4 separate regions of the Sus scrofa genome follow, and regions 2, 3 and 4 are each linked to region 1. A link is a contact called in public Hi-C and promoter capture Hi-C data. All regions are on one chromosome and are shown on one strand. The core of a region is the stretch at or near the end of the contact, and the rest is flanking DNA. Distances in the headings are between cores, read along the strand shown. Region 1 holds the start of RPP14 (ribonuclease P protein subunit p14). Region 2 holds the start of PDHB (pyruvate dehydrogenase (lipoamide) beta). Region 3 holds the start of ABHD6 (monoacylglycerol lipase ABHD6). Region 4 overlaps DNASE1L3 (deoxyribonuclease gamma).

What was found. Promoter capture Hi-C pulls out the DNA fragments that hold promoters and counts their contacts. A called contact is a pair of places that touch in the nucleus more often than the background predicts.
Region 2: a Hi-C map of liver shows a contact between it and region 1, with 5 times the contacts expected there. The contact joins the promoter of PDHB here to the promoter of RPP14 in region 1. A contact is called at or near these places in 2 of 5 promoter capture datasets (fetal liver and liver), 9 of 47 Hi-C or Micro-C datasets (alveolar macrophages, blood, embryonic fibroblasts and 5 more) and 2 of 2 datasets of contacts at active chromatin or transcription factors (alveolar macrophages and skeletal muscle).
Region 3: a promoter capture Hi-C map of liver shows a contact between it and region 1, with 6 times the contacts expected there. The contact joins the promoter of ABHD6 here to the promoter of RPP14 in region 1. A contact is called at or near these places in 1 of 5 promoter capture datasets (liver), 2 of 47 Hi-C or Micro-C datasets (heart right ventricle and skeletal muscle) and 1 of 2 datasets of contacts at active chromatin or transcription factors (alveolar macrophages).
Region 4: a Hi-C map of fetal liver shows a contact between it and region 1, with 2.0 times the contacts expected there. The contact joins the enhancer-like site here to the promoter of RPP14 in region 1. A contact is called at or near these places in 2 of 5 promoter capture datasets (both in liver), 22 of 47 Hi-C or Micro-C datasets (alveolar macrophages, brain, embryonic fibroblasts and 12 more) and 2 of 2 datasets of contacts at active chromatin or transcription factors (alveolar macrophages and skeletal muscle).

Annotation. Positions count from the first base shown.
Region 1 is chr13:40,056,844-40,064,019 of Sscrofa11.1, forward strand. It overlaps RPP14 (ribonuclease P protein subunit p14), which reads left to right and starts at 5,335. Exons shown (of 6, transcript XM_021069098.1): 1 at 5,335-5,603. It overlaps LOC100515579 (hydroxyacyl-thioester dehydratase type 2, mitochondrial), which reads left to right and starts at 5,306. Exons shown (of 5, transcript XM_021069097.1): 1 at 5,306-5,603.
Region 2 is chr13:40,164,229-40,170,362 of Sscrofa11.1, forward strand. PDHB (pyruvate dehydrogenase (lipoamide) beta) reads right to left here and starts at 3,274. Exons shown (of 10, transcript NM_001244398.1): 1 at 3,175-3,274; 2 at 3,033-3,089; 3 at 1,360-1,467; 4 at 1,207-1,269; 5 at 1,065-1,100; 6 at 351-636. The coding sequence starts at 3,216. LOC110256254 (a long non-coding RNA gene) reads left to right here and starts at 3,417. Exons shown (of 3, transcript XR_002337600.1): 1 at 3,417-3,738.
Region 3 is chr13:39,981,096-39,987,230 of Sscrofa11.1, forward strand. It overlaps ABHD6 (monoacylglycerol lipase ABHD6), which reads left to right and starts at 1,441. Exons shown (of 10, transcript XM_021069089.1): 1 at 1,441-1,621.
Region 4 is chr13:39,952,317-39,959,455 of Sscrofa11.1, forward strand. DNASE1L3 (deoxyribonuclease gamma) reads right to left here. Exons shown (of 8, transcript XM_021069068.1): 7 at 6,553-6,649; 8 at 6,068-6,256. The coding sequence ends at 6,140. Among named protein-coding and RNA genes, the nearest start is that of DNASE1L3, 20 kb to the right of the region's middle. Within about 2 kb of position 4,540, at least 6 of the 83 cell types and tissues checked have an H3K27ac peak or open chromatin away from gene starts, as enhancers often do. A contact at or near this core is called in fetal liver, where this site is marked.

The DNA of each region.
Region 1 (7,176 bases), core at 4,085-6,584:
CCTTCGAGGATTCCCCCTGGATTCCGGCATCATCCAGCTAACGGCACGTTGAGGTGTCTGCCTTCCATGTAGCCTCTTTACGAACAAGAGCTGGTGTCACTCTGTCCCTGGAAGGGCTCATTCACCTCGTTGATACCCTCCTCCCTCCCAAAATTGTAATCGATATTGTTTATCCAAAGTGGATTTGGGTGTGGCGGGGGGGATGCGGAGGAATTGAGAAGAGCCTGTTTCTTGTCTCTTAGGCCTTCCCTGAGTTCCAAAGAGCAGATCGAGCAGTTACTAATTAGGGAATGCAGAAACAAAGGAAAAGCCGTCAAGAAACAATAGTTCTGCAATAAAACAGAGTCCTAGTTCCTCCTCAAGGAATATAAATAACAATCTGACCCATATCTGAGTTGTTCTATGGAAGTAAGACCCCCTCCCACGCAGGTGGAGGATGACTATACACTGAGCACAAGCACTAGACCCCAGATTGGTTGGAACCAGAAGGTTGACTGAGATTCCTGAAACATCACCCTGTTACTTCACCACCAAACAAATGGAAGAAAGTTATGCATGCTGAAGCCCTCACCCGAGATGGTGCATTTAAAAACCATTCCCTTCAGGACTTTGGAGAGTTTGGGTCTTTTGGACACGCACCACTGGTTCTCCTTGCTTGGTCCTGCAATAAACCTTTCTCTACTCTTATCTTTTTTTTCTTTTTGGCCACACCCAGGGCAGGTATAAGTTCCCAGGCCAAGGCCAGGGATTGAACCCAAGCCACAGCAGTGACACTTGCTCCTTGGCCTGCTCTGCCACCAAGAAACCCCGAAAGTAACATCTTTTCTTTTTCTTTCTCTACTCCAGATTCCAGTGTTTCAGTTTGTGTGGCTTACTGTGCATCAGGTGCATGAACCTGGGTTAGACAACAGTATTAGACCAAGAAGTCTTTACTAAAAGTGGCAATTCATCCGGTCTGTTTCAGAAATGTTTGCTGAAATACTCTTTGGCAGGTTTGGGAGCATTGCAGAAAAAATCTCTAGGTCTTTCTCTATCTCTCTTCCCCCACCTCTTGCCTCATCTCTGTTTCATCACTTTGTCTCCTATTGCTGTCAGAATTCGGCCTCCATCTGCCAGTGCAGAATTGAAACACAGAGGCGGAGTTTTGAGTAAAGGAGAAAAAAATAGCTTTATTGCTTTGCCAGGCAAGGGGTGGGAGCACAGCAAGCTAATGCTTTCAAGACTATGCCCCCCATTAGAAAGAATTGTGAGGAGTTTTATACTAAAAAGGAGAAAAACGGGTTTTCAGATAGGAATCAGGATTGGGACAAACAGGCATTCTTCTTTCTTTGGGGGAATCTTAGTCATCAAAGCTGGAGTCGAGAGATCTGGCATGATCATGATAGTGGTCTTCTGGATTATTGCCTAGAATAACTGTACTTGTAAAAAGGGCATATTGATCACAGATTAGAACAAAATAGGAAAGTTCCTGAAAAACATCAAGTACTAATAATCTTTAACCCACGGGCAATTGTGCTCAGGCTGCCTAATCTTTAGTTTATGGGTGATTGTGTTTAGGGTGCAATGAAGTCAGGGAGAAGGACAAGGAAGGACTCTAGGCTGTTCAGTTTTAAAGTATTCATTTCTAAAGAAGCATAAGGAATAGAACTTTTAAGTGTATAAGATGCCTACATCATTATGTGTATCCCTTGAGAGGGAACCAGGATCCTGCCCAAATGCTGTACTATTTTTTCTTGACTGTTCCTCCCTGGTCTTTGCATCCCCTTCCTTCCCTGATCAGCAACTGTCTGAACCTGACCCTAGGAACTCAGGGAAGGTCATGGTGGCTGAATGAGGCCGATTTCTTAAGAATGACAAATGGGGGACACATAAAGTCTTTTGTTCCCAGGAGCCCCACAGGGCTATGTTCAGTTTCAATATCTGTCTGTCTCCATCACCATATGCACAGGCACACACAGCAACACTCCCCTAACAGATGGAAGCCTGACTCTTCTGATCCTTCATTTTTCAAATCTTCCTACATCACTCTTTTAACCATATGGACTGGGCTTTTCCATCAGCCACTTCTCTCTCCCCTTCTCATCCCTCCCAAATTGGTTGATGTTTGCAGAACCCCTCCATTCCCTAAAAGGAAGCAAAAAAGCAGTGGGAGTGGTCACAGGTGGGACAGTGGCAATGTCCTCAAATTACCTGCCATGGTCAGGGCCAGAGGGCAACAGTTCGGAGGCTGCTGTCCTGGTAACCCCAGCTACCCTGAGGCCAAGTGTTGTTGCATTCTGAGCTGGAAATCGCCAGGATATGGGCCTGGGGTTGCCAGTGTTTGTAACTGGGATGAAGGTCTCGTGGGATCATAAGCCTAGCCAGGGGGAGAGGGAGAGAATGGACATCCTTCAAGCAACAGGACAGTCCCTGTCTCTCAGGTCCTGGAGGAATTGTTCTTTCCTTGGTTTCTGCATCTTTGGCCTCTAAACCCTCAAGGGGTTAAATGACTAGGAACCTCAGGGCACACCTAGAAGGCTGCCAAGCTCCAGCAGGGAATGAGAGGAGAAGAAAGGATTCTTAGGGAAAGAAAGTGGCACTAAGGTAACAATAAAACATGACCCAAAGTCAGTGCTGGCTGGGACTGGGTAACTGTCACTGAAGAGCAACTATGAGTGTGACTGTAGGTCTACAATCCATTACCACATCTTTCAAAGCCAGATGTGCTATTGAATTCAGAAATTTTCACCCCATCAAAAAATGGGCTGAAGATCTAAACAGACAGTTCTCCAAAGAAGACATACAGATGGCCAAAAAACACAGGAAAAGATGTTCAACATCACTCATTATTAGAGAAATGCATATCAAAACCACTCTGAGGTACCACCTTACACCAGCCAGAATGGCCATCATCAAAAAGTCTACAAACAATAAGTGCTAGAGAGGGTGTGGAGAAAAAGGAACCCTCTTACACTGTTGGTGGGATTGTAAATTGGTGCAACCACTGTGGAAAACAGGATGGAGATTCCTCGGAAAACTAAAAATAGAACTACCATTTGATCCAGCAATCCCACTCCTGGGCATCTATCCAGAGAAAACCACGACTCGCAAAGACACACATACTCCGATGTTCATTGCAGCACTATTTACAATAGCCAAGACATGGAAACAACCTAAATGTCCATGGACAGAGGAGTGGATCAAGAAGAGGTGGTACATATACACAATGGAATATTACTCAGCCATTAAAAATAATGAAATACTGGCATTCTTAGCAACATGGATGGACCTAGAAACTATCATGCTAAGTGAAGTCAGCCATACAATGAGACACCAACATCAAATGCTTTCACTGACATGTGGAATCTGAAAAAAGGACAGACTGAACTTCTTTGCAGAACAGATGCTGACTCACAGACATTGAAAAACTTATGGTCTCCGGAGGAGACAGTTTGGGGGGTGGGGGATGTGCTTGGGCTGTGGGATGGAAATCCTGTGAAATCAGATTGTTATGATCATTATACAACTACAGATATGATAAATTCATTTGAGTAATAAAAAAAGTAAAAAAAATAAAGTTAATCTTTGAATATAGATTAAAAAAAAAAAGAAATTTTCAGCTTTTTTTTTTTTTTTTTTGGCCACACCTAGAGCATATGGAAGTTCCTGGGCCATGGATTGAATCTAAACTGCAGACTCAACTTGTACCGTAGCTGTGGCAACACCTGATCCTCAACCCACTGCAGCAGGCCAGGGTTCAAACCCCCACTGCAGAGAAAATGCCAGATTCTTAATCTGTGGTGCTAGAGCAAGAACTCCAGAAATTCTCAGATTTTAGAGGGCTGTTATGGTATGTATACCATAGGTTGTATAACCCCCCGCCCCCACCCCTGTGGGGCCTGGGGCTGCTTTACATGAGCAAATGTATCCATATTTCTGATGTATACAATGTGCATATCCACAGCAAATGGGACAGAAGCTACAAAATGTTTCACCTAGGTTCAGATTAAGCATTGCACCTAATGAAGAAAGATTTAGTCTTCAGATTTTTCTTCGATTTTAGAATTGCAGATAAGGGACAGTGAGTCTGCATTTTCTTTTTTTTTTTTTTTTTTTTGTCTTTTTGTCTTTTGTTGTTGTTGTTGTTGCTATTTCTTGGGCCGCTCCTGCGGCATATGGAGGTTCCCAGGCTAGGGGTTGAATCGGAGCTGTAGCCACCGGCCTACGCCAGAGCCACAGCAAGGCGGGATCCGAGCCGTGTCTGCAACCTACACCACAGCTCACGGCAACGCCGGATCCTTAACCCACTGAGCAAGGGCAGGGACCGAACCCGCAACCTCATCGTTCCTAGTAGGATTCGTTAACCACTGCGCCACGACGGGAACTCCTGAGTCTGCATTTTCTACCTCCTCTCTCCAACCTTGGCAGATGGGGGTGGGAGGTGACATCTTAAGGAAGTCTATTCTTCCATGTGAAAGGAGAGGCATGCAGAAGGGTATGGTCCAAGACTCCCTCTTGGGAGCCTAAATTTTACTTACTATCAGTATTATAAAAATGATGCCCTATCACTTTAAAAGAAATCAAACAAAAACGAATGCTGAAACAATGTGAGGATCTCTTACACCCTCCACACAGCCCAATCCTTCCTCCATCAGTCCCCTTGGGACCCATCTAGACATTATACTTATGTGTCTATGTATGTATGTGCATACCTAGACACAGACACATGTCTAACTGGAGGAGGCTGTTACCACCGAACCTAAGTTCGACTGCTTGCCGCTTGAAAGGCTAATAGTGCCTGGCATACGTAAGCATTTGATTAATATTAGCTATTAATACTACTATTATTATTAATCCACACTGTATGGGGTTTTGTTTATTTCATGAATACAAGTGCCCTATCTTTTGTTTCCAACATCTAGCACATAATACGGGCTCAGTAAGTACTTATTTAATAAACGAATAAATGAAACTATTGTCTTAGATTTGGAAATAGGGCTATCTGGGACTTTTCATGTCAATCCAGACAGAAAAACTATGTGCTATGAGCCAAAAGAGACACTGAGAACGGGTCTTGCCCTTGGGGAATACTTTACATAGGAGATGCTCAGCAGAAGAAATGCTAGATACAATTTTTCTGAACGAATGAATACCTGAGTAAATGAATGACTAAGAAAAAAGCTCTCAGTCTGAATACGCCCTCAGTCACACACGGCTTGCCGCACCAGAGGCTGAGTGGGCACGAGAGGGCGCTAAGCCTGGCGAGCTTCAGATCCCGAGTCACGCCCGGGTCCTTCGGGAAAACGCCGCGCTGTGACGTCATATCCGCCCGAGCCGTCACGCATCCGGGGTCGGGGCAGACAGAAGCCAAACGTAAAGACCCCGGAGTTTTCTAGTTCGTGCTTAGGCTCCAGCCTTTGCCGAGAGGTTCCAAGCCTTGAGGGATTCTTGCAGTGAATAGGAGTCAGGCTAATCTCTCGGAGAGCAGGTAGACGGAAGTACGTAGTAGCGTGGCTGTTTTCCGGCAGTGGACTTAGTTGGCCGCGCTAGTGACGCGTGGATGCGCGCGCCAGGAAGGCACGCGCAAGGCGGGAGCGACGGCAGGCAGCGCGGAGACGCCTGAGGTACCTATACAGCTCAGGTCGCTCAGCGCCCCAGGCCGAAGGCGAGGCGGTGCTGAGAATCTCCTTGGGCTTTTGTACAACGTGGTCTTTTTTGCAGAGGGCGGCGGGAGGACTGAACGGGACCACATGTGCAGGGGGCATGCACTCGGCCCCAGGTGGGCGCCCAGTCGACGCCGACGGTCATCGAAAAAAGTTAGCCTGCTTTACTTATTGTTTAAAACAGTTCAGGTGTCGAGTTCCACTGTTGTGGCAGCGTGGAAACGAATCCGACTAGTAACCATTATGTTGCTGGTTCGGTCCCTGGCCTCGCTCAGTGAGTGGGTTAAGGATACTGCGTTCCTGTGGCTGTGGTGTAAGGCTGGCAGCCCTAGCTTCCATTCGATCCCTAACCTGGAACCTCCATATGCTTTAGGTGCAACTCTAAAAAGCAAAATAAAACAAAACACCAGCCTAAGTGGCTGATAGCTTAACAATTTAATCTCCAAACAGTAGAGGACCGAGCTTTTTAAAATTTTTATATCGTTTATGTCCTGTAATTACATACTGAGTGCCTACTGTATGTGATGCACTGTTTTAGCCTCCTGGGAAACAGCAGAAAACAAGGGAAAGATGCCTGTTTCTCTTTGGATTGTACATTCTGGTAAGGCCGGGGTGGGAGGGGGGAGGAGCAGGGCGGAGTGCAGACGAGAATTAAAGAATTTCAGAGTTTCCTGGTGGCTCAGCGGGTTAAGGATCTGGTGTTGTCACTGCTATGGGGTGGTTCGACCCCAGAACTAACCCCTCGCCGCCAACGCACCCCACCCCTCCAAAAAATAAGTGGATTTCATAGTTATGTTCTGTATACCTACAGAGTGGTGTATGCTCTGAGGAAAAAATAGAGCAGTGGCGTGGGGGGGTGACATTAGATAGAAATGCCACTGGAACACATTGAGGGGTGAAATTGAGTAAAGCTATGGAGGAGGCAAGGGAATGAACCATGTGGCTGTCTGGAGGAAGAGTATTTTCAGCGAATGGAAAAGCTGGGAGGGAAAGAGCTAGGAGGCCTGTGTGGTAGAAGAGACTGAGCAGAGGAGAGTGGTAGGACAGGAGGTCAGAGGGATGGGAGGAAGCAATGGTACAGATCAGGTTGGACCTTAGATGTAAAGACTTTGGCTTTACTCAAGGCTTCAAGCCTTGAGGAAAGGGGCTTATTAAGGTTTTAATAGGGTCACCCGGTTAGATTAGGGAGGGAAGCAGGGACATCTACTGCTAATAGATAAGGTAATGAGCATCCTTGCAGCCATCAAAAAGGCCGGCTTCAGAGATGATGATAATGACAGCCACTTAGAAGTGTTCACATTTTCCCAGTGAGCCTGGTGAATGAATATACTGGGCTGTAGGGAGGGCTTCCCAGGCATCATCTCCTTTAGTTTCAGGACAACCTGCAGAGGGCGGTGCTGTCACTCTGAGACCCAGGCCTGTCAGAGGTGACTGCTCAATAAACACTTGCTCCTACAGTTTTTTTTTTAATATAAAATAAACATAATGAAAAATTTACTATTTCTAAATATACACTTCATTGGCAAGAAGTATA
Region 2 (6,134 bases), core at 2,024-4,523, 110 kb after region 1:
CAAATACAACACTGTCATTCACATTCTGTGAGAAGTTTAAATGTGCCCTGTGCCTATCACCTCCTGGGGATGGTTTAGGTACTGACATCTGCAGACTGGTCAATCCTACCTATGGGGATAAACCAATGTTGTAAGCATGCAGTATATTTCTCCTTTACCTAACTGGCCCCTTGTAAGTCAGAAATAAGAAAAACAACACATTTTCCCCCATCTTTACTTTGCCTGTAAATCATTAACATTTCATATGATACGTCTAAGCCTAAGTAGAAGTTTTCAATGGTGCCTACTATGCAGATATTTCATTTTAGTTCTTTAATGTTCAAAAGTGACCCACGGGTCACTCTACTGACCTGGATTGTTATCCCGAATGGCTGATTTAATAAGTCCTTTCGCATCTTCTGAGCTCCAGGGGCTGACCACCTTTAAGCCTGGGCAGTGCCCATACCAGGCAGCAAAGCACTGTGAGTGCTGGGCTGCTACACCTGCTGAGGCACCATTGGGCCCCCTGAAGACTATGGGCACAGACTGAAGGCCCCCCGACATGTAATAGGTCTTGGCAGCTGAGTTTATAACCTGGTCAATGGCTTGCATAGAGAAATTGAAGGTCATAAATTCGCAAATGGGCCTCAACCCAGCCTGTCAAATCAAAAACATGATTGTTAAAAAGACAAGAAACAAGAGTAGCAACCACTTTATTCCTCCAACATTCAAATAATGTTTTTAAAAGGTCACGTTAAAAGAAATCTCTTTGGGAATTCCCATAGTGGCTCAGTGGTTAACGAATCCAACTAGGACGATGAGGTTGCAGGTTCAATCCCTTCCCTTGCTCAGTGGGTTAACGATCCGGCGTTGCCGTGAGCTGTGGTGTAGGTCGCAGACTCGGCTCGGATCCCGCATTGCTGTGGCTCTGGCGTAGGCCGGTGGCTACAGCTCCGATTAGACCCCTAGCCTGGGAACCTCCATATGCTGCAGGAACAGCCCTAGAAATGGCAAAAAGACAAAAAAATAAATAAAAATAAAAAAAGAAATCTCTTTGGATGAGATTCATAAAGAGGACAACATACCATAGCCGCACCTACAGCAATTCCAGCAAAGCCCATCTATAAAGTGAAACACAAACATAAGTAAAAATCCACAAAAATTATTAGAGTGTACACTTTAATAGACATGCCTCCTCAAAGGCCTGCTTCCTGATGAAAGGCTTACCTCAGATATGGGAGTGTCTATGATCCTCTTATCTCCATACTTCTTCCACAGGCCTCGACTAACCTACAATTAAGCAACGACCCCATTACTTTTGAGTGTCCTGGGGGCAAACGGCCACCTCAATTCTGTATAGCTTTCATGTATCTTGGTTACCTTATATGCCCCATCATACTGAGCAACTTCTTCCCCAAGGAGAAATACCTTCTCATCTCTTTCCAGCTCCTCATCCATACCTTGATTTATAGCGTCACGAACTGTTACCTGTCACAGGTATGGGAAAGCAGTCAATGAGCTACAGGATTACTTAGGATACCATTGAGATTCTCTCCCTTTACCTAGGCTGCCCACAGCATACAATATAAAAACTATCACTAGAACAGGCTTCTCTTTAAAAGTTCAAAGAATCCTATCTAAAAAGACAAAAAAAAAGTTCAAAGAATTCTAAAAGTAACATTTCTATCACTCACAGCCAGTCTTTGATAGGATGTGTAAATGAGAAATACATTAAACACTTTTCTTGACATGCACCTAGGCTTAAGAAATCTGCTTGCAGGCAGTGCTTCTTTGCCCGTCTACTTGTACCTCTCACAAGCATCCTATCTTAATAAATCTATTTCTTACCTATAAAAAAAAAAATCTGCTTGTTGGCCAGATAAGCTCATAGATGGATTGATTACTACGTACAAAGTAGACTTACGGCATTCCCATTGTTGTTCAGTGGATTAAGAACCCGACATGGTGTCCATGAGGATATGGGTTCCATCCCTGGCCTTGCTCAGTAGGTTAAGGATCTGGCATTGCAACAAGCTGCAGTGTAGGTCACAGATGCAGCTAGAATCCAGTGCTGCTGTGGCTGTGGCACAGGCCTGCAGCTGCAGCTCTGATTGGACCCCTAGCCTAGGAACTTCCATATGCTGCAGCTGCAGCTATAAAAACAAAGAAAAAAAGTATACTAGGTAGTTTTATTTCCACATGTAGTATATTGTAGAGGCAGAGAACGTCAAGTAAGCTTAAATTATACTACATATTGAGCACTCACTAAGTGCCTGGTACTGCCAAACGTGTTGCCTTCAGCATCTAAGAGTTATTTTATCACACAGGTTGGTAGAATTTTCTAGTAACATAAAAAGGATAGAGAAGGAAATTCCTCAAAAGTTGAACACAGAATTATCATATGATCCAACAATTCCACTTCTAGCTATACTCAAAAGAACTGAAACCAGGGGCTCAGATACTTGCACACCAATGTTCACAGCAGCACTGTTCACAAATCCAACAGGTGGAAACAACCCAAAGGTCCATTAAAGATGAATGGATAAACAAAATGTATATGCCCACAACGGAATATTAACCTTAAAAAGGATGGAAATTCTGACATTCTACAACATGGATGAACCTTAAAAACATGGTGAAATAAACCAGAAAAAGGACAAATAAACCAGATAAAGGACAAATCTTTATTTACCACTTACAGGAGGTAGTGAGAATAGATACTCATATACACAGAAGGTACAAAAGAGGTTACCAGGGGCTAAGAGGAAATAAGGAGTTATTGTTTAATGGGTACAGTTTGTTTGGGATGATAAAATTCTGGTAGTGAACGGACAATATGGTGAATTACTTAGTGCCGCTGAACATACAGTTTAAATGGGAAATTTTGTATTTTACTACAAAAGTACATTTTAAAGGGGGTGAGAGAAGAAGTATGGAGTCTAATTAGATCGGCCATCTGATTTCAATGAGCCTTGCGCGGCTGACATGCCACCCCAGCCTCTGCCCCAGGACGAGGGACCCCTCCCTGTCTGGTTAGCGTCTGGGCCAATTACCTGCAGCGCCGCCGGCGCCGTGCGGTGGAAGCGCCTCCTCAGCAGCAGCCCGGAGACCTTGCGGGGAGAAAAAGGACGCTTAGAGGGGACGCAGGATGGCAGGGATCGCGCAGGATCCTGGGGCCAGTGAGCCGCTGCCTACCTGCTCCAGGGGCCTCCGCACCAGCCCAGCCACTACCGCCATTTTGAATGTGTCCTCTAGTCGCCAAGAAATGACAACACCGCGGGGCTGCAGAAGAGTCAAGCCCGCTCTTCCCCGCCGGTGCCGGCCAATGGCAGGGCACGGCGCCTGCGTGCCCCGCCCCCTATGGCGTCAGGGTCGAGGGGCGGGGCCGAGGAGGCGCGAGGGTGGTCCGTCAGCTTGGCTTGATGCCCACTCGGATCAAGTTTGCTGAAGGTGGGCGGTTCCTGGCACGCACAGTGCACGCCGAGAGCACGTCCCTGCTTGTTGGAGCGCAGTGACCCCAAGTCATACTCAAAGGTCTAACTCGAGGCTGAGGAATGTGTCAGGCCAGGCTTCCGCAGGCACTGAAATCCTTTGGGCACCAAGCCAAACTGGTGACTGGAAATTTACAATCTTACAAGCGAGCCTACTCCTTCTTGGACAGCACCGTCTATTGATTTCTTACAGTGTGAACCAAAGCTTTCACGTGTGCCAGGCGTTGTGTTGTGCTTTATGGCTTATTTCTCACAAGAACCCGCTCAGGTAATTAATAGCATTAGCTCCATTTCGCAGATGGTTAAACTGAAGCAGGGATTGGTTAAATCAGTCAGGGTTTGAATTTAGGACTGCCTGACTCTAAAGGGTAGTCTTTTATTACTGCTTCCTGAAGCAGAAGTTGGGGTCTGCGTTACAACAACCTGCATTTAGAGAGGGTTTTTGTTTTGTTTTGTTTTGGGTTTTTTTGCCATTTCTTGGGCCGCTCCCAGGACATATGGAGGTTCCCAGGCTAGGGGTCCAATCAGAGCTGTAGCCGCCAGCCGACACCAGAGCCACAGCAACACAGGATCCGAGCTGCGTCTGCAACCTACCTACAGCTCCCGGCAACGCCAGACCCTTAACCCACTGAGCAAGGCCAGGGATCGAACCTGCAACATCATGGTTCCTAGTCGGATTCGTTAACCACTGAGCCACGACGGGAACTCCCTAGAGGGTTTTATAGGGTCAAATACCTGATTAGGGAAGCCTTTGGAAGCTTCCTCTCATTGGTCTCTTTTTGACCCTGCATGCAGTGGTGGGGATAGGGGTGGGCGGTGGTCAGATAGGACCTCTGGGGACTCTGTCAGTCCTTACTCATGCCCAGGACATTCCAAAAACTCTTCTGAGGGCTGCAGGCTGCCAGTCTGGGTTTAATCTCAGGGCTCTCAGAAGCCAGCGCAGCAGGGAAGTGACCAGGTGAGGAGGAGTCTGGTTGCTGAGTGAGAAAGAGAGGAGGGGGATTCAAGCAAAAGCAGGGAGACCTGAGAGTCTTTGGCAGAGGGAGCACTGGACTCTGGAGGGTTGAGGTGAAGAGGAGAGAATAGGTTTGAGATCTGTTTAGGACCAGAATCAATAAGGTTGCCTTGAGGCAAGGGGAAAAAATGAGGAAGATTTGGGGAGTTTGTTGCTGTTGAATGGATGGGGGAGGGGAGGAGATGGGGAGCAGGTGGGAGGTAAGAATTCATTCTGAATACGCTGTATTTAGGTTAGTGGGTCAGACCAGGTTGGATATAGGAGCCTGGAGCTAGAGGCTGGAGCTAGGTAGCAGCAGAGATAGAAATTTGGGTGCAGCTGCATACAGATGGGCTTTCATCTCTGGGCCTCTGATTTGTCATCTGTAAAGTGGAGAGATTGTCTCTCAAGTATGCAGTGAGGACCTTCCAAGTCTCCCTCAGCACTGTCCCCTAGTCCCTTCAATCTGTGGACTGCAGTAAAGGTGCACAATGTGAGAGCTGTGAGTTTCAGTTTTATTTGAGGACTTACTGAGGATTGCGCCCCAGGGGACTGCCTCTCAGATGGCTCTGAGGAACTGCTGTGAAGAGGTAAGCACATACCTCATTTGGGAGATGGGTATGCAGTCAAGTACACATTTTGATGGAAGGTGCCTGATAGTCAGGAGACACGTATTTTAGTTAAGGATTTTAGTGCTTGTCTAAGTATGGTAACGTGCAAGAAATTGGGTTCATATCTTTTTGGCCTAAAAATATGTAACTGCCTAAAGGCCTGTTCTGCCAATTTTCTCAGAGCACAGAGTGTCTGATTCCTGATCTCCGTCCTGAAGTCCTTTCAGGGTGTGTTGATGATAAGTGACTCAGTCCTTGTAGAGCCCAATGGCAAGAGACATTCTTTAGTTGGTAAAGACTTGGCGAAAACCCCAGCACTTCCCACTCACAGCAAACCCTGGGAAGCCCCTGTTTTTGAGATATCAGCCCTCGGGGATTCCTGTGTTCTGCTTAGAATGAAAATGTGCATCAGCTCTCCCTCCTCTCCCACCATCCAGCACTGAAAGATTTCAAGGTTAAAATTACAAAGCAACAGGAGTTCCCATCTTGGCCCAGCAGTAACAAACCCAACTAGCATCCATGAGGATGCGATTTCAATCCCTGGTCTCACTCGGTGGGTTAAGGATCCGGCGTTGCTGTGAGTTGTGGTGTGGATTGTAGATGAGGCTCAGATCTGACGTGGCTGTGGCTCTGGCGTAGGCCAGCAGCTGCAGCTCCAATTCAACCCCTAGCCTGGGAACTTCCATATGCTGCAGGTGTGGCCCTAGAAAAAGCAAAAATAAGTAAATAAATAAAGTTACAAAGCAACAGGAGACATAAAGGTAAAGCAACAGTGAATCACCTGAAGAGAAGCCAGACTCTGGCCAGTGGTCTAGACAAAGGGCAGTATTCTTGGGCTATATGTACATAGAGATCCGCAAAAACCGGGAACATACAGTCTGTGCAGCCAGTCTGGCTGGTTCAATCAGGAAGGCAATGGCGAGTCCATAGGACTCAGCTGGTCTCAGATGGCAGTTTCCCTTTGAAATAATGACTGGACATTTCCTACCCATTAGGTATCTTCCTTAGTATATGTGCCTTCCTTTTAAAATTGGCCAGTTTTGAAAAGCTAGGTTTAAT
Region 3 (6,135 bases), core at 191-2,690, 80 kb before region 1:
TGAGTGCTCAGTTCCCACACAACCCCCTGAACTTGGGAGCAAAGTGTCGACCAGCTTCTCACCCTTGGCACAATGATATTTGGGGGCCAGGTAATTCTGTGTTGTACCCCATGCTTTGTAGGGGGCATTCTTTGCCTCTACCCACTAGATACTAGAAGCATTTCCCTAGTTATGACAACCAAAAATGTCTCCAGACATTGCCAGATGCCCCCACGAAGTTGGAGATAACCCTGTGTTGAGGATGCTAGTGTGGAGGTTAAAGCATATGAACTTCCACTTATGGCTGTTCAGCCTCAGCCATAAGTGCCTGCTCATTTCCTCACCTTTAAAAATGGGGATAATAACAGCCCTTAATTGGTAGAGCTGTGAAGATTTAGTGAGTTTACGACTAAAGAGTCAGCACAGTGTCTAGGCCTTCGGGGGTATTCACTTGGGGTGATATTCTGCCTTCAGAATAAACCATGCAAAGAAGGGATTGCCATCTCCATTTTACAGATGAGAAAATTGAGACTTAGAGGTGAAGTCAGGCTCTAGTCGCTGACTGTGAAGTGACATGAAAGGCTGGAATTCAGGTTCTCAGGATTAATTCCCTTTGCCAAATTTTCTTCATGGGTACAAAATGGCCCATTAACTACAGACCACATCTGACCAGTTGCAATCTCTGAGCTGGTGGTGTTACAGTTAATGGGTTAGATCTGCCAGTGTGGAAATAGTGTGAGGTGAATGAGGCACTGGCTTCAGGAGCAAATTTTAAGGGAGTGCCAAACAATCCAGTAATAATTTTATGAATTTTAATAATTGATTTAGAATAATAATTCAAATTAACCCAGAAACATCCATAGTGAACAAACTATCAAAATATAAAATAAAGATAAGATCTAGGGAGTTCCCAACATTGGCTCAGTGGAACAGAATCTGACTAGCATCCATGAGGACGCAGGTTCCATCCCTGCCTTCATTCAGTGGGATAAAGGATCCAACATTGCCGTGAGCTGTGGTATAGGTCGCAGATAAGGCTCAGATCTGGCGTTGCTGTGGCATAGGCCGGCAGCTATAGCTCTGATTCAGCCCTTAGCCTGGGAACCTCCATTTGCAGCAGGTGCAGCCCTAAAAAGAAAAAGGAAAAAAAAAAAAAGATCCAACTCTGCATTTTCATGACTGTCTCATTCACCTCACTCCAATCCTGCCCCCTGGGATCTTGAAGACCTGCAAAACCACTTGTTGGCACCCTTGGACGGATAACATGGGTAAAACAGTGCCCTCTTCTGGCTCGTAGCAAACACTGCTCCTTTCCTGGAGAACCAAGTTCACCTTCTTTGCCCCTTGAAAGGGCATCTCCATGCTAAAAGTTTTTTCTGGCACCACAGAGCTTTTCACTCTGACCCAATCTAGGTTAAAAGGTTGCAGGCATGTCAGATGATGCTCCCGGCCCACCACTTCCCACTGGCCTCTACACTGCCCTGAGTTTATTTATAGCCTTTCTCTTGTTACTCCTGTAAGTGAAGACTTGTCTCCACTTCTATGGAAGATTCTAAAGCTGCATGTTATAAAGTTGGCCTTTTCAGGCTTGTACATTGAGAAACAGGACCAAGGAGCAGAGAATTCTCACAGCTGCTGACTGGTGAGCAGGGAACTGGCTGCTTCCTTTAACTGCACAATTTCTTATTCTTTTTTCAAGGGCTTGGTAGTTCTTAGCTTTGTTTTTGTTGTTGTTGTTGTTTTTGTTTTTTGTCTTTTTGCCTTTTCTAGGGCCACTCCCACGGCATATGGAGGCTCCCGGGCTAGGGGTCTAATTGGAGCTGTAGCTGCCGGCCTACGCCAGAGCCACAGCAATGCGGGATCCGAGCCACATCTGCGACCTACACCACAGCTCACGGCAACGCCGGATCGTTAACCCACTGAGCAAGGGCAGGGATTGAACCTGCAACCTCATGGTTCCTAGTTGGATTCGTTAACCACTACGCCACGACAGGAACTCCTTAGCTTTGTTTTTATTTATGTTTTACTTTTTATTTTGAAATGATTTCAAACATGCACACAAGTTGCAAAAATAGGAGTTCCTGCCGTTTTGCAATTGGTTAAGAATCCCACTGCAATGGCTTGGGGCACTGCAGAGGCAGGAGTTTGATCCCCAGCTTGGCACAGTGGGTTAAAGGATCTGACATTGCCATAGCTACAAGGTAGATTGCAGCTGCAGCTCAGATTTAATACCTGGCCTGGGGAACTTCTGTATGCCATGGGTAAGACCATAATATATATATATTTTTTTAGTTGCAAAAATAGGAGTTCCCATCATGGCTCAGAAGTAACAAACCCGACTAGTATCCATGAGGACACAGGTTCAATCCCTGGCCTGGCTCACTGGGTTAAGAATCCAGAGTTGCTGTGAGCTATGGTGTAGGTCACAGATACAGCTCAGATCTGGTGTGGCCGTGGCTATGGTGTAGGCAGACCACTACAGCTCCAATTCGACTCCTAGCCTTGGAACTTCCGTATGCCATGGGTGCAGCCCTTAAAAGACACACATACACAAATAATTGCAAAAATAGCCCCCAATTTGCATACCCTTCATCCAGAGTCACTAGTGAACCTTTAGCCACACCTGCTTTTCCATTAGTTTTTTCTGTATATGGATTATTTTTTCTGAACCATTTGAGAGTAAGTTGAGACATTATGACCCTTTACCCGTAAATACTTTGAAGTGATTTCTCAAGGTTAAGCATATTCTTTTACATAACCACAGGAAAAACTAGACAGTTTAGCAGTGATACAACATTATTACCTAATTGGCAAACCTTATTCAAATTTTACCAATTATTCTAATAATGTCCTTTACACAATATTTTCTTTCTGGTTCAGGATTCAGTCCGAGATTATGCATTGTTCTTAGCAGTCCTGTCTCTTTAGTCACCTCTAATCTTTCTTTGTCTTTCATATCTTCAACATTCTTGAAGTGTATAGGCCACTTATTTTGTTGAATCTCCCCCACTTTAAGTTTGCCTAAAGTGTCCTTATGATTACATTCAGGCGATGTATTAGGGACATGAATATTATTTATGCGTCTCATGGAATTTCTTAAATAATCTTATCCCAGTGGTCATAGAGCAGCTAGGTGTTTCTGAGACACAGGAAGCCAATTGAGAAGCTCTTAATTACAGCTAACATTTTTTTGTTTGTATTTTGTCTTTTTGGGGCCGTACCTGTGGCATATGGAAGTTCCCAGGCTAGGAGTCAAACTGGAGCTGTAACTGCCAGGCTACACCACAGCCATAGCAACACAGGATCTGAACCACATCTGTGACCTACACCACAGCTCAGGACAATGCCGGATCCTGAACTCACTAAGTGAGGCCAGGGATCAAACCCTCATCCTCATGGATATTAGTCAGATTTGTTACCACTGAGCCGCAACAGCAACTCCTAACAGCTAACATTTACTGAGCACTTGCTTACTTCCCCTTGTGGCTCAGCAGTAATGAACACAACTAGTATCCATGAGAATATGAGTTCCATTCCTGGCCTTGCTCAGGGGTTAAGGATCCGGCATTGCCATGAGCTATGGTGTAGGTTGCAGACACAGCTTGGATCCCTCATTGCTGTGGCTGTGGTGTAGGCCAGCAGCTGTAGCTCTGATTCGACCCCTAGCCTGGGAACTTCCATATGCCACAGGTATGGCCCTAAAAAGCAATAAAAAAATAAAATAAAATACTTGCTATTTGACATTCTGATTTACATTTGTTGATTTGGGGGCTGTTCTCCCCTTGGAACAGTGTGGTATGCTGTACTTACATTGGATCACTGCAATATAAAATCATAATAGCAGCCATAGCCCCTGTTAGGGTATTGAGGGCATTAAGCTGTATTAGGGCCCACATTACAAACATTCTTTACAGGTACTCGATTTTTAAACCCTCCCTTCCATCAAGTATTACTATTATCCTCATTTTACAGAAGAGGAAATGGAGCCTCAGGAAGGGTGAGTCACTTGCCCCAGATCTCACAGCAAGTAAGAGGCACAATCAACACTGTTTCACCAGAATTGGAGCACCTAGTCAGTCTCCGATAACGTGTTCTCCCTGGAAGGGAGCAGTGATAAGGCCCCATCAATATTCCATCTTGGAACAGCAAGAACAATCCATGTCCCCATCTCTTGGACCCCCTGTATGTGGGGCACTCTCTCCATGTGTTTTGAACCCTCCTGCTTACCCCACACAGAGGGCACATGAGAGCTAGGAAGACACCCCAGGCTCTGAGTAGGGGACTTCAGTAGGTTATGTGGTATTCTCTGTGGATAGACACTCCTTCTGGGTCATCATGGATTAGGTAATTATATATAGCTCTACTGAAAACCACATCAGTCCCAAAGACTGGGTGGGGAGGGTAGTAATGAGCGGAAGGTGTCAGTGCTTAATCAGACAGTGACTCATGAATAATTCTCAAAGCAAGGATCCCATTTCAGGATGGAATTTCTCCTCTGCATGCAAAACCTGCTCCAGAGTTGTCCCCAAACTGGACTGAGATGCAAGCATGTGTCATTCATAACACATGACCTTAGGAAATCAGCCTACTAAGTATGCAGGGGGATACAAAGATGAGTAAGACAGCTTCCGCCCTGGAGGACTCATATAATTCAACTTACCTTTGGCTTCATTGAGTTTTCTGTGTTGCTGAGCTATCCTTCTACATCCTGTGGCTACAAAACTGTAATGATTTTGAATTTCCATTGTAAGTCTGGGACTCAAACTTTCTTCTTCTTCTTCTTTTTTAAATTCATCCTTTTATTTTTATTTCTTTTCTTTTTTTTTTTTTTTTTTGCCACCCGCAGCATATGAATTTCCAGGGCCAGGGATCAGATCTGATCTGCAGTTGCGGCCTAAGTTGCAGAGGCAGCAATGCTGGATCCTTAACCTGCTGTGCCTGGCCAGGGATCGAACCCGTGTCCCAGTGCTCCTGAGACGCCACTGATCCTGTTGTACCACATTGGGAACTCCTCAAACCTTCTTGAGTCCCATTGGCCACCATTTTATCTGGATTATTATAACTCCTCTGACTGCAGAGTCAGGAAGGGTAGACAGCTGTCCTGATTTGCCCAAGGCTGAGTAGGGTATGTTCAGTGTTAAGACAGGGAAAGTCCCACGCAAATCAGAATGAATTGGTCACCCTTATGCTGGAAACATGAGCAGCAGGAGGGGAATGAGCAGGTGGGAGAGGAATAATAGCCAACACTTACTTGCAATCTACAGATTCAGTGCAATCCCTATCAAATTACCAAACACATTCTTCGCAGAACTAGAACAGAATATTTTAAAATTTGTATGGAAACACAAGAGACCCCAAATAGTCAAATCAGTATTGAAAAAGAAAAGTGAAAATGGAGGAATCCAGCTTCCCGACTTTAGACAATACTACAAAGTTACAGTCATCAAAACAATATGGTACTGGCACAAAAACAAAAATATAGACCAATGGAACAGGATAGAAAGCTGAGATATAAACCCTAACACCTATGGGCAACTACTCTTTGACAGAGGAGGACAGAACATACAGTGGAAGAGAGATAGCCTCTTCAATAAGTGGCACTAGGAAAACTGGAAAGCTTCATGTAAGAGAATGAAATTAGAACATTGTCTAACACCATACACAAAAATAAACTCAAAATGGATTACATACCTAAATATAAGACCAGACACCATAAAACTCCTACAGGAAAACATAGGCAGAAGGCTCTTTGACATAAATCACAGCAACATCTTGTTTGATCCACTTCCTAGAGTAAAGACAATAAAGACACAAATAAACCAATGGGACGTAACCAAACTCAAAAGTTTTTGCACAGCATAGGAAACCATTAAAAGAACAAAAAGACAACCCACAGAATGGGAGATAATCTTTGCCAATGATGCAACAGACAAGGGCTAATCTCAAAAATATACAAAACACATGCAACTCAACAAAAAGCCAAACAAACCCAATTGAAAAATGGACAGAAGACCTAAATAGATATTTCACCAAAGAAGACATACAGATGGCCATCAGGCATGTGAAAAAATGTTCAATATCACTAATTATTAGAGAAATACAAATCAAAACTACAATGAGGTACCACCTCACACAATGGCCATCATTACAAGTCAA
Region 4 (7,139 bases), core at 3,290-5,789, 110 kb before region 1:
TGTCTCTGGGTCAGTTTCTGTTTCGTAGATAGGTTTATTTGTGTCATATTTTATATTGCACATATAAGTGATATCATATGGTATTTGTCTTCCTTTGTATAATTAGTATGTTAATTTCTGGTTCCCGCCATATTGCTTTGAATGGCATTACTTTGTTCGTTTTTATGGCTGAATAGTGTGTGTATGTTTTATTCCTGTGTGTGTGCGTGTTTGTACACAATTGAATATGTATATATACACCACATCTTCTGTATCCCTTTATCTGTCGATGGACATTTAGGTTGTTTCCATGTCTTGGCTATTGTGAAGAGCGCTGTTGTAAACATATGAGTGCATGTATCTTTTTGAATTATGGTTTTGTCCAGATATATATCCAGGATTGCAATTCTGGATCGTGGTAACTCTGTCCTTAGTTTTCTGAGGCGCCTCCATGCTGTTTTCCCAGCTTACATTCCCACCAACTGTAGGGGTTCCCTTTTCTCCACACCCTCACCAGCTTTTTTTTTTTTTTTTTTTTTTTTTTGGTCTTTTTAGGGCTGCACCTGAGGCATATGAAAGTTCCCAGCTGGGGTCAAATCAGAGCTGCAGCTGCCGGCCTGCAACACAGACACAGCAACATGTGACCGACCTGCGACTGTGACCTACACCACAGCTCATGGAGATGCCAGATCCTTAACTCAGTGAGAGGCCAGGGATCCTTGCGGGTACTAGTCAGCTTCATTTCCACTGAGTCACAATAGGAACTCCTCCAGTATTTGTTACTTGTAGACTTTTTAATGATGGCCATTCTGACCAGTGTGAGGTGGTATCTGATGGTAGTTTTGATTTGTATTTCTCTATAATTAATGTTGTTGATCATTGCTTCATGTGGTTATTGGCCATTTGTATTCAAGAAACACAGGACTTGGAGTTCCCATCCTGGCGCAGCAGAAATGAATCCGACTAGGAACCACGAGGTTGCGGGTTCTATCCCTGGCTTCACTCAGTGGGTTAACGATCCAGCATTGCTGTGAGCTGTGGTGTAGGTCACAGACATGGCTTGATCTGGCGTTGCTCTGGCTCTGGTGTAGGCCAGCAGCTGCAGCTCAGATTAGACCCCTAGCCTGGGAACCTCCATATGTGCGGGTGCAGCCCTAAAAAGGCATAAGACAAAAAGAAAAAAAAAAAAAAAAAAAAAAAGAGGAAGAAGAAGAAACACAGGACTTTGCATTCCTGTGAGGACTTGGGTATTTATCCAGAGAGAAATAGGGAGCCATTGAGGGTTTCAGGCAAAGGGCTGAAAGGATGAGATTTACATTTTAGGCCGTGCACACTGGTTTCTGGGGTGGGGGGGGGGGAACAGATTGTAGGGGGCAAGGGTGGAAGTGGTGGAGCCAGTGAAGAAGCGGCAATGTCATGGAACAAGAGTTGGTGACTGGGACTAGGGCACCTTTGCCTTTGGCTCCAAGAAGCCTGGGGAACCAAGCAGTCATACAGTTATATCCCACCAGGTACTCACTTCTTCCCAGCCCATTTTTCCAGAATCACGTGTGTGTGTGTGCATGCACATCCCTGTTTCCTTGAAATTATTTTAGTTTTACCTAAGTTTAGTAGCTTCCCTGAATCTTAAAGCTGGAAGCACTGGTTCTAGGGTCCTGATGGGACCTGTGGGTAAGTGGCGTGGGAACACTGGCTCCTCACTGTGGCCTCTGCCTTTAGAATCATTTAGGTGGAAGTCCTGATGGGGAGATCTGGCAGCTGATGCAGATGTGTCCTCTCTCACCCACATCCCCACCTGTGCTGGGTGCTTTTTCTCCTTCTGGGAGGGAAGAGAGATGTGGCCTCCAGTTTGTCGCTTTTTTTTGCGTCTTATGGCCGCATCCGAGGCATACAGAGTTTCCCAGGCTAGGGATCCAATCAGAGCTGTGGCCACCAGCCTATACCACAGCCACAGAAACATGGGATCCAAGCCACATCTGCGACCTACACCACAGCTCACGGCAATGCCAGATCCTTTACCCACTGAGCGATGCCAGGGATTGAACCTGCATCCTCATGGATACTAGTCAGATTTGTTAACTGCTGGGCCATGACGAGAACTCCCAGTTTGTCACTTTTTTTGTGGCGTCCACTTTCTCCTCTCCTGGTTTGTTAACTGCCCTTTATACTTGTCTTCTCCAACCTGAGGAAGAGATGGGAGCCAGGGCTGCTGAACTGGAGAAGCTTCTCCTCCCCACCCCTGATCCACCCACAGGGACAGGATGAACAGCACTGGGAGCATGTCTGTCTGAGGCCGGAAAGGGATGTTGATGAGGACAAGAAAATAACAAGGACTGGAAGGAGGGGCTATAATGAATGATAAGTGAAACCTTGGCCTGATTCCTTGTGTGGCAGAAATTCCTTCTAAATAATTGAGAGCCATATGAACCCAAAGGCTTGAGTGGCCTACCCTTCAGCAGAGCAAGTCCTGTTAATAAAAATGCAACCTTGGAGTTCCCTGGTGGCCTAATGATTAAGGACTTGGCCATGTCACTGCTGTGGTTTGGCTTACTACTGTGGCTGGGGTTCAGTCCCTGGCCTAGGAACTTCCCCATACCACAACCACAGGCATGGCCAGAAAAACAAAAAACAAATTTAAAAAATGCAACCTCCATTTGTTGAGGGCTTACGGGATGTCAGGCACACAGTCAGTGTTTTACATACATTGCCTTATTTGACCTTCACCTGGGAAGTTGATTTTTTTTTTATATATATAAACCATAGAATATATTTAATTCAAATTAAATATGAACTAGAACAATGTTCTTTCCTTATCAAGTAGCAATTACATTGTTTGGAAAACGAAAAAAAGAACACATTTCTCTCTTCATTCTGGCAATCCAACAAGGCACAAGGCGATCCAGTTTGCTGAGGTGATGGATCCAGCGGTCACCACCGATGCTCATAGTTCTGAGGGGGAGACACAGCCCACACTTCATACAAAATGATTCTGCAGCAAGTCTGAGGGAGAGAAACCTCCCTTGATAAATGGGAGCGTGAAAAGTCCAAGTAGCAGGAAGTAGGCGACTTGTGTAACAGATGTATTTTATGAAATAGGTGGTTCACGCATTGCTTTTCATTCATTCCAATTTGCCGAGGGTGCTGCCTGCATTCACAGCAGTGACACAGGCTTCCTACACAGAATACTCTTTCCACTATAGGCAGTTCTTTTTTAAAATTCTTTTTTATTTATTTTGGCATGATTCTTTCCCCTGTGAAGAAAGCTGAGTTCTGCACGACACAGGCCATTCAGCTTTAAGTGTCAGCCTCCTCGCTCTCCCTGGGCTGGGAGGAGGCCAGGTCCTGAGTGGTGAGGCCTTCTTTTCCCTTCCGCCGAAAGCTTCTCACTGTTTGGTCTGCGAAGATGAATGTCTGCCTGGTTCCACTCACCAGGGTGGAAGGGGTCAAGGGCGGGGGTGGCTTTCTTCACAGGGTAGTACTTTCTGTACCATCGTCCATATCCAACAGAGTGCGGCCGGGCTGGTCTTTGCTGGCTAAGTCTAAATGCGTTTCAGGAAATAGGCTGCAAAGCGGTTCTAAAACCCTAGGATTGGCGTCATTAAATATTCCAATCTGAGTTCTTCCTGAACATGGCAGGTCATACATCCGTGATGATTTTGGAGGTGGTAGGAGGCTTCATTGCTGAGGCTGCCATCCCTGGCCATAAGTTGATTGTTTTTTTCCCCATTTTATGCATAAGGAAACAAGGCTAGTGACCCGCTCAAGGTCCCACAACTGGTGAAGGTGAAGGTGTGCACCATGTTATTCCTCTTCATGCCAAGGAAGGCTTACCATCTTCTCCAACCTGAGAATCTGGTCCTCAAGAATTAAGGAGAGAAAAGTCTGATCCTCAAATTACCTACGAGCTTGTTTAAAATGTAGACCTCCTGAGACACATTCCTGGGGTGTCGGGCCCTGGGATCGGTACAGTAACAGGTTCCCTGGGATTTCAAACCCTCTGGACAAAACCCAAGCTGGAAGAATGCCTAGGACCAGGGTACACCTCCCTCCCCCTCCCCCTTGTCCCAGCAAGGCCAGGCTGGGGAAGGAGTGGCGGCAGGTAAGGGTGGGTGGGGATGTCTGTAGCTCTGTGAAGTTGTGTCAGGGAGAAGAAGCCCCTCTCCATCCCTTCTTGTCCTGCAGAGTTTGCCCAGAATGAGAGCTGGCAGATGCCTATGGCACCAGTACGCTGCTCCAGTGCAGGCACAGAGAGACGTCATGTCGCCGAGGAGGCCTCAGGGTGGCAAGACCAGGTCAGAGCGGTGGACAGGCTCACTAGTGTCTGGCCCACTTCCTCTGCCTCTCCCCATCCCCCAAGCACAGGGCTCTTGTCCCAGGCAGGATGCTGGTCTTTGGAGGAAAAGGATAATCCTTTCCTTCAACATAAGCTCTTTTGTGAATTGCCTGCCTGACCATTTTGGACCTTGGAAACTGAGTTTTCCTGGCTCAGTGACCTCTGCTCAGAAGAAGTGACAGACATTTCACAGCCTTGCCACCTCCCCTGTCAGTTCCAGCAAGACCTCTGAGGTTAACTGAGTGTTTGCGGAGGGGATAATGATTTTCCCCTTTTAAGGCCGTGCCCTTTGGGTTTTATTCCCTCAGTCACATGTAACCACATTTCAGAAATCATGGTTGTGGTCTCTTTTTCTTGTATCAAAAGTCACATTGTCCTTGATATATTTAGGAAAATCAGCAAAGGGAAGGACTACGTATTTACTATGCTCTACCCCTCGTTTCTCAAGGTTACACGTGGTGATAATTTATGCCCAGACTCTCTCTGGAGGAATGTGTAAGCTGCTAAGAGGGGCTGCTTCTAAGAGTTCCCTTGTGCAGCGGGTTAAGGATCTGGAGCTGTCACTGCAGTGGCCTGGATTGCTGCTGTGGCACGGGTTTGATCCCTGGTCCAGAAAGTTCCACACACCACAGGTGTGGCCAAAAAAAAGAGAGAGGGAGGGGCTGCTTCGAAGACAGGTAACCAGGGCTGGGGGCATGGGCCAGCGTTCCTTGTCACTGCTTATTCCTTGGTACTGCTTGCAGACTTTAACCCTGTTCATGTACTACTTGGACAAAGAAACAATGTAAGGAAAGACAAAGCAAAGGAAACCCAAATGGTCACCTTGGGTGTAGGTAAAACGTGCCTTTCTGCTGGACTCCTCTGCAAGGCTTCACTTGCAGAGAGATAACAGACTCCTCCAGTCCCTCCCAGCCAGCTCGACCTTTGTCCCACCAGATCCCCCAAAGAGCCCAAAGAGTGGTTTTGGTGACACACACACAGTGTGGTGAATCTTACAGTAGGGCTATTGGCATATGTGAGGGTGGGGTGGGGGCACAGCCCAGGCTCTGGGATGGCCTGAGCCAAAGCCCAGAAGGAGAGAGTGCTTGGGGCCTGCGGGGAAGGGGCAGTCTTGCTGAGCTAAAGTGCATGGTGGGACCAAGGTAAGACTGACATGATAGGCCAGGGAATAGGGATCTTCATGGGCATCCAGATGTCCTGGGTTCTCTCCAGGTGGTGACAGGAGCTTCTGAAGGATTTAAAAGCAGGGGATGGGGATTGGGAGGGGAGGGCTGTGGTCAGATCAGAACCTCAAAGGATGACACAGGTGGTTACTAGGCTGGCCGGGTTGGGGGACTATTTGGAGGCTAGGAGACCAGTGGGAATGGCCTTCATCCTTCACGCCTTTGAGATGCCATGGTTGTGTGACCTCAGTCAGGAAAAGTAGCTCACTGCCCAAATCATGGGGTCCGATTGGGGCCTTGGTGTTCTTGGTGTGTCTGGTCATTTCCTGTGGAACAGGACACCATCAAGAAAACCGAAAGTCAATGTTCTTCCTCCTGTGGCCTCTCTCGGCTTGTTGAGCAGTGACAGCTGGTGGGGCTCTAGCTCAGGGTAAGAAGGCCATCCCTTTGCACTGCAAAAGCCCCCGGTTTCCTTTTGAGCAATTCAGGAGAGGTATGAGCCCAGGAGGAAGAACAGAAGACATCTTTCCCAGTTTGGCTCAAGGTGGATTAGATTCAAGGTGAAATTGTGAAAGCAGTTGGACCAGTCTTGTTTCCCAAGCACAAGGAACAGTTCTTGCTTTATTGAGAGGCAAGAAATGGTTAATAAAATGGTGCCTTGTATTTAGGTACGACTGGCCTTTTTTTTCTTCTTTGAAGAGATGGATTTTTTGCTGTTGGTGAAGGCCCTTGAAGACTGAAGTTTAAATTCAACTGGAAAGTGGTCGCTGACATCCAGGGCCTATAAAGAAAAAAGAGAGATAAGTTGGGGAATTAGGAGACACTCTGACGAACAGATTCAGGCTCCAGGAGGCCCAGGATGAAATGCCTCAAGTCAACCAGCAGAACACACTCAGAGCATCATTCTGGACCAGTTCCATCAGAAACTGAGACAAATCCTCAAGTCAGGGAATCATTGGCTTTGAAACTCAAGGTCAAATGGCCTAATGTGTCTCCAGTGGTGGCCTGAATGCCCCTGGGTGACACCACCCCATCTTCCCCAGATGGTGACACAGAAAGACAAAATGACAGCCGTACCTTCTCTTCAGTCAACCTGTAAGCTTTCTGGAAGTCAAAGATGCTGTTTGAGCCAGGAACAACAGAGCTGACAATCTCTTGGCCTCGAAGCACAATCCTGGGAAAGGAGAGGGAAAATAGTCACTTTAATCCACTCTGTTGGTTGCTGAGGTCGAACCAGGATTCCTGCTTGAGATCTGGAATGGACTGAACAGCCATTTCACAGGGTGTTCAAAAGTCCAGCCCTGGTTTTAGCTTGTGTTGGGGCTCAGGGCAGGCCACCCAAAAATATGCCACAAAATACGCCACATTGATTATTTTGGCATATTGATTATATTGAAGTAAAGTTACTTAAGGTTCCTTAAGAAACAGCCAAGGCAGGAGGGACGCTCTGCCCTTCCTTTCCAGCTCCCTGAAAGCAGGAAATAATCTCCCCTCTGAAAGGTGCACCCCTGTGTTCGGAGGTAGAAGAAAGGGCAGACACCCTTATCACCCGAGATAGGGCATTGGGGCTGAGAAGACTTTGCAGACAAACCTTGTTACTTCAGTTGACTATCTCGAGCCCAAATTCTATTTAGAGTCTTCACTAATTGAGCACTCCAAACCTG